Linked DNA regions of Mus musculus: region 2 is linked to region 1. The links are chromatin contacts, called in public promoter capture Hi-C maps. All regions are on one chromosome and are shown on one strand. Each heading gives the region's core, a stretch centred on a gene start, on an enhancer-like site or on the middle of the called end of the contact. The rest is flanking DNA. Distances are from core to core; before and after follow the strand shown.

What was found. Capture Hi-C pulls out chosen DNA fragments and counts their contacts.
Region 2: a contact with region 1 is called in a promoter capture Hi-C map of liver. The contact joins the promoter of Golga7b here to the promoter of 4933411K16Rik in region 1. A contact is called at or near these places in 1 of 39 promoter capture datasets (stem cell-derived epiblast-like cells), 3 of 484 Hi-C or Micro-C datasets (embryonic fibroblasts and embryonic stem cells), 1 of 115 datasets of contacts at active chromatin or transcription factors (pancreatic cancer cells) and 2 of 9 other capture datasets (liver and pancreatic islet).

Annotation. Positions count from the first base shown.
Region 1 is chr19:42,050,471-42,053,782 of GRCm38.p6, reverse strand. It overlaps 4933411K16Rik (RIKEN cDNA 4933411K16 gene), which reads right to left and starts at 1,555. Exons shown (of 1, transcript NM_025752.2): 1 at 155-1,555. The coding sequence starts at 1,351. The coding sequence ends at 437. All of the region lies in intron 1 of Hoga1 (4-hydroxy-2-oxoglutarate aldolase 1), which reads right to left.
Region 2 is chr19:42,254,094-42,257,221 of GRCm38.p6, reverse strand. Golga7b (golgi autoantigen, golgin subfamily a, 7B) reads right to left here and starts at 1,483. Exons shown (of 5, transcript NM_027694.2): 1 at 1,039-1,483. The coding sequence starts at 1,050.

The DNA.
Region 1 (3,312 bases), core at 306-2,805:
CCCTAACCCAGACCAGGGGAGGCTGTTCTGATGCTAAGTCTGATGCAATGGAAAGGGCCCCAGACAAGGCCCACTTGCAGCACTGCTGGGGACATACCCTCTCTTCCAACCCTGCCCAGATGTCAGTTGACTACAGAGCCCCTGGACACAGAGTGAGGGTGTGCAGGGCTTTATTGGCTCCATTCAGGCATGTGGAGTCAGTGTGGGGCTTGTGGTTGCTCCTGTAATCTGCCTCCTGTCTTCTCTCGTGGGTCATCAGGGCCTTTGGGCTGTTGAAGCTGCGTCCTTTCCTCCTTCCCTCATGACCTCTGCTGGGGCCAGAAGCAGCAGGAATTTGGTTGGCAGTCTCTTACCCTGACCGCGTAGGTTTCCCCATAGAAGAGAAAACAGGCCTATGTATGAGAGCCAGCCCTGTGGGGGGCAGGGACACATGGTTTCAAGAGCCATAGATTGGGTTTCTGCGGTTGGGCAGATTATGGCTCTGGTGGCTTGGGTGACCTGGCTGACCCTGGTGACTCTGGTGACTCGAGTGACCTGGATGACCCTGGTGGTTGGAGTGGCCCAGATGAGTCTGGTGGCTTGAGAGGCCTGAATGACCCTGGTGGTTGGAGTGGCCCGGATGACTCTGGTGACTTGAGTAACTTGGATAACTCTGGGGGCTCAAGTGACTTGGATGATGACCCTGGTAGCTGGAGTAAACGGGATGACTCTGGTTGCTCTGGTGGCTTGGATAGGAATGGTGGCTTTGGTTACTATGGCGACTCTGGCTATAGACTGTGTGCGATTGGTTGGCCCCAGCTACTCCAGTTTCATGGTGAGTTAGGAAATTCCCTTTCAGTTTTATCTCCACCTCCTCCAGAGCCTTCAGCTCTTCTGGGCTGATGTTCCTGGATTCTGCATGGCCTTTACGACGGTGAGTTGTGGAGCGCTGCAGCATGGAGTTAGCCACGCGATGCCCCTTGGCATCAATCTCCTTCGTACAAGCTGCCACAGCAGCCCAGGTGTCATCCTCCATGGACGGGGACTTCCCTGACTCCCTCTGCATCTCTTTGGTCATTGAGCTTCCAGATATCTTCTGTTTGCTGGCAAACGAATCTCGGTGCAGAGCCGCGCCCCTTTCTCCGTGTTTGGTGGTGAGGGTATCCACGTGGAGGGTGGTATTGACTTCCCCATGCCTGCTTTCAGGTGAGTGGCCATTGTTGCTGACATAGCGGTAGGTGGGCAACCTCTCCTCGGATAGGCGGCTGAAGTGAGATTTGATCCAGCTGTCATTTGCTCGGTGGGATTCCAGAGGCTTGTCTTCTGTAGTCTCAGTGGCTGCCTTCCTTTTCTTCCTGTGAGCCCACAGCATGAGGCCTCCACCTCCGAGCAAGAGAGCGGTCCCCAGCACCACCCTGCATGATGGTTGCTGGAGGAACCCCAAGAAGTCCTCCAGGGCCCTAGGCCTCACAGAGAACTAAGAGCACAGTGGGAGTGCTGGAGCCCAGATGGTAAGGTTCATGCTTGAAGGGACCGGAGCCCTGCAGGTATCTGGCAAGCAGGCCCCTGCCTCGCCCTCCCTAGGATGCCCTCTGACACCTCAGCAATGAGCCCCATTGTGAGGAAGGCAGCTGGGGGTGGGGTGAGGCAAGGCCACCTCATCACTCAGACCTAGTCTGGCAAGCTTCCTGTAAGGATCAGGTCTTGTCTCCTTTTCTCCATAGAAAGAAAGATAGCATCATTTAACTCTTCTGCCTCCCACTTCCAAGGCTCTCTGCTCTTCTGTTCTGCTTAATTTCCAGTCTTCGGTTTCCCTTGTTCCTGTTCCTGATCTAGTGGCCGCCACAGGATAGAGGATACTGAGTCAGTTTGGCCATGAAAAACTGGGACCACTCAATTAGACTGATATCCATCCCTGGTCAATAAGTGTTGTACTCAATACCCACGACCCATCTCTGCTGTCAGCACAATATCCCTAGCTCTATTACAGGGAAGAGTCCAGAAGGGAAAGGGTCCGGGAAGGGGCTCATATGGAACAATGTGAGGTCACAATTGAGAACAAAGAATAGGCTGAGAAAGCAGAGCAGGTAGGACTGACTGCAGGGCCATCCCAGGGTAATTAAGCTACATCTTGCCTGAATAATAGCCAGCAGATACAGAATTTGCCCCCTGATAAACATGACAAAGTTTTGAGCCTGGCTAGCCTGCTCAATCTTGAGTAACTCCTATGTATATGGGGCTAGAAGCAGGCCTGTGCTACTGTTTCCCTCAAGGCAAGTAGCACACTTAGAGAATGCCAAATGGGGGCTGGAGAGATGGCTCAGCGGTTAAGAGCACGGACTGCTATTCTGAAGGTCCTGAGTTCAAATCCCAGCAACCACATGGTGCCTCACAACCATCTGTAATGAGTTCGGATGCCCTCTTCTGGTGTGTCTGAAAACAGCTACAGTTTATTTATCTGAGAGAAAGAAAGAAAAAAATGCCAAATGTTGGCATTGGAGAAGCTGTGTTGTTTGTAGCTAGAAAAAAAAAAATACTAGACAGTTAAGAACACTTACAGAGGTCTTAAGTTCAATTCCCAGCAACTACATGGCAGCTCACAATTTATCTAATATGGGATCTGATGTCATCTTCTGACATGCAGAGAGCTCATGAACATAAATATATTTTTTGTTGTTTTTCTAGATAGGGTTCTCTATGTGACCTTGGTTGTCCTGGAACTAACTCTGTAGACCAGGCTAGCCTCAAACTCATATCCACCTAACTCTGCACTACCCCCTGGCTGGAAAAAAAAAAAAAGTTGTGGTATCTGAGAGGCTGGAAAGCTAGGTCCAGAGCACTTGCTATTCTTCTAGAGGCCCTGAGTTTGGTTTCCAGTACTCGTCCAGCAGCTCAGTCCTCTGTAACTCCAGTTCCAGTGGATCTAACACCTCTGGCCTTATCTGGTGCCTGTATTCACATGCCCACGCCCACATGCAGACACACACCTAGACACACTTAAAAAGGAAATAGTCTTTAAAAGTTGTTGCCAGTCATGGTGGCACACAACCTTTAATCCCAGCGCTCAGAAGGCAAGGGTAGACAGATCTCTGTGGGTTCAAGTCAGCTGAGTCTACAAAGTGAGTTCCAACCTCTTACCTGCCTCAAAAAAAATGTTATTTGAAACATTTCCTTTAAAGAAGTAATGCTTTTTATATACACAAAAATGTTTTCTCTTTGAGAAGAAACTCTGGTCGATTCTATGTGGGGAAGGAATAAGGCACAGCTAGAAGCTTTGGGGACCTTACCTCTCCAGCCTTGCTGAAATAGCCCTGTGATTGTCCACTGACCTCA
Region 2 (3,128 bases), core at 234-2,733, 200 kb before region 1:
ATGCCAAGCAACATCAGGAGATCCAATGGAATGATGGCAGTAGCACTTGGTACTGATGTCATGCCACTCGCCGGAATCCCAGAGGCACCGCACAGAATCACTCACAGGCCTTTGCTCTCCTCCTTGGCAGTGGTCCAGCTAGGCTGGAAATGGGGAGTCACCACAAAAGCCGGCAGCAGCCGAGCTGGGGAGACCCAGTGTGCTGCAACACTCTAAAAATTCAAAGAAACTTTCAGCTCTGCTGTTGGCATGCTGTGTGGGTACCGAGCCAATCCTTTCTTCCGTATGTCAGCTTCACCATGCGTAAAGAGCTCTCCCCGGGGAGGAGTAACCTCTGGGGGTAGAGACACAAGTCCCGACTTCTTACACATTATGCCAAGATTTTGTCCTTAGCTAACAGGTCCCTTGGTCTATAGACACACTGTGAAGCACACAGTCGCTTCCCCCTCACAGGCAAATGTGGATACACTGAGAACAGCAGCTCAAATGGAGAAGGAAAGAAATTCTCAAAAGTGGGGGCTGGTGCAGGAGGTTCATTAAAACCAACCCTTTGGGTTCTGGGCCTGAGCATGTCTTTTTCCACGTTCTCCTCCTAAGGAAATGTGGATGTGAGGGAAGGTGTGTCTTCCCTAGACAAGCATTTGGGTTAGAAGCAGGATACTGCACCGCATAGCAACAACAGCAGTAGGCCACCTTCCCTCCCCTTACACAGGTGTGCAGGGATCTCCAAACCTCTAGGGAGTCAGAACCCTGTGTTCAGGAGAAGGGGAAACCCCAGACCAGCTGGGACTTGGTGCTATTGGTAACAAGTAGATTCCCAGGGCTCAGAGTGGCATGGGCAAGATTGACATGTCAAAGGTGAAGGGACCCCTCAGCAAAGCTCTGCTTATATGCCATGCCACTCCACACCTCCCACCATGAACCCAGGGAACCACCCTCTACCCCCATCCACCCCCGTCTTCTCCTCGTGCCCAGTCTGCCCCTAGTGGGGAATCATTCCCTGAGGCATTGCCTGCGGGTTAAGGTGTTGGGCCCTACCTCAGTGGCCATCTTCAGGGCGTTCTGACCAGTCCTTGGCTGTCGCTGGGCTGGTTCAGGGGGGCTGTCCGCGGTGCTGATAGGAAGAGCCGGTGGGCTGGCCGAGGCCAGCGAGGGCCTGGGCGCTGTCCGCGGTACTGATGAGATCGCCGAAACCTGAAGCGCGCTCCTGCCGACCGGAGGGTCCCTGAAAGGTGGTCCGTGCTGTCCACGGTGCTGACGCGGGAGCCGGACCGGGGAGGCGAGGCCGCGCCGGAGGCTCCTCACCACCCGATCGCCTGCTGCCAGGGTTCCTGCAGGCAATGGCCCGGTTTTATCTTTGACAGTGGCAGCAGCGGCGGGCACGGGGGCGGCGGGGGAAGGAGGGGCCAGCGCCTCGGCGGGCGGGGAGGGGGAAGCCGCGGCCCCCAGACTCCGGCACCCGCCGGAGAGGAGCCCCGCCCGCGGCCACCGGCTCCGCTCCCGCCCCACCCCGTCCCGCCCCGCCCAGCGCCCCGCCTCTCCTGCCTGCCCTCCCCCCCAGCAGGAGTGCCTAGAGCGTTGCGCTAGCTTCCACCGCCTCCGGGGACTTCCAGAAGCTGAAGAAAGAAGATGGGCTCTGCTGCAAGGCACCCGGCCTGCAATACGGAAGGCCCCACCATCCACAGGCCGCCAGCCTCTTACCTTTCCAAACACCTTCAAATTCTCACTCTAACCTTCCCGTCCTGCCCCAAGCACTACCCAGCCTTATGGGAACATTCCCTTCCCTCTTTTCTCCTTTCTGCTTCCTTAAATGGGTAAAATCCCATTAGCTAGGGGAAAATGCTGCAGATATAAGAGAGCATTTTCTTAAAACACATACGCACATTTCATCCCCAGGTTTTCCCTAGGGCCCTTTCTTTTATGGAAGCCAGTCTTTCTTTATGATCCTCCTAGTCCAGGTCCCACCCCTTACACTTCTGTCTCCCTACAGCCATCCCAGAGTTTATACACACTCCCACAATACCCAATTACCACCACTAATCAAAAACCACATGCCAAACCGGTATGCCCACTCTCCAAGGTGGTAATTTGGCATTAGGCCTTCCAATCAAATGGTTTATCTACTTAATAAGCAGAAAGGAAACCCCAACACAGGTGTCTTTGAACACATCCACAATAACCCCAGATCTGTGTCTGAGGGGAGCTGGGTACTTCTTCTACAGCCTGGCTGCCCACAGGTCAGCAGCGTCGGCCATGACATAAAACTGGAGTAGGTGCCACAACAGGCAGCCAGAAGACCTGACTCCAGGTCAGACTTCTCCCGATTTCCTACCTTGATTAGCTGTCTCACTCCCTGAGTTTACGGTCCTCTTTCTGCAGGATATACTTGTTGCCCTTCTTCATTAGCCTATAGCTAGGGTCCTTTCTTCTTCTACCAAATTTCCCATTTAAAATTTCCAAACATACAGGAGAAGTTGGGGAAAAGACATTTGCCAGAACAGTCTAACTAACTCAGTCAGCAATAGTATTTTTACATTTGATTTTGATTTGTTGGCTTTGCTGACGGAAACTGGATCAAGGAGACGTATATAATTTCACTAGATTATCAGAAAGCGATAGATTCCACAGTTTTATCCTTAAATACTTCAGCACTCATCCCCTCAGAATAAGAACATTTTCCTGAGGCAGGTGTGATGGTGCACACCTTTAATCTCGGCGCTCCTGAGGCTGAGGTGGGTGGAGAGACGTGAGACCTTGTCTCAAAAAGCAAAATAACATTCTTCTCTGTAATCACAATATCATTATCATGTCTTTTAAAATTCCATGGTAACCCTACTATTTTAGGATGGTTTGTTACCCCAAAGACATATTAATAGCTTTTTTTTCAGCAGAACTTTCTATTTTTAATACCAAACATTTATGGATCACTTAATGTGTGCCAGACAGTTCTACACTGCACATATATTTTGAAATCCTGACAATTGCTGTGAGTTACATTTTTTATTTTTTAAAATCTGTCTCTTTATCTGTCTCTCTGTATCTCTCTTGTGTCTTCCTGTCTGTCTGTCTGCCTCTCTCTCTCATGTGTGTGTGGGGGGAGGTGGATTTATGCTCTGAGTGCCACTGTG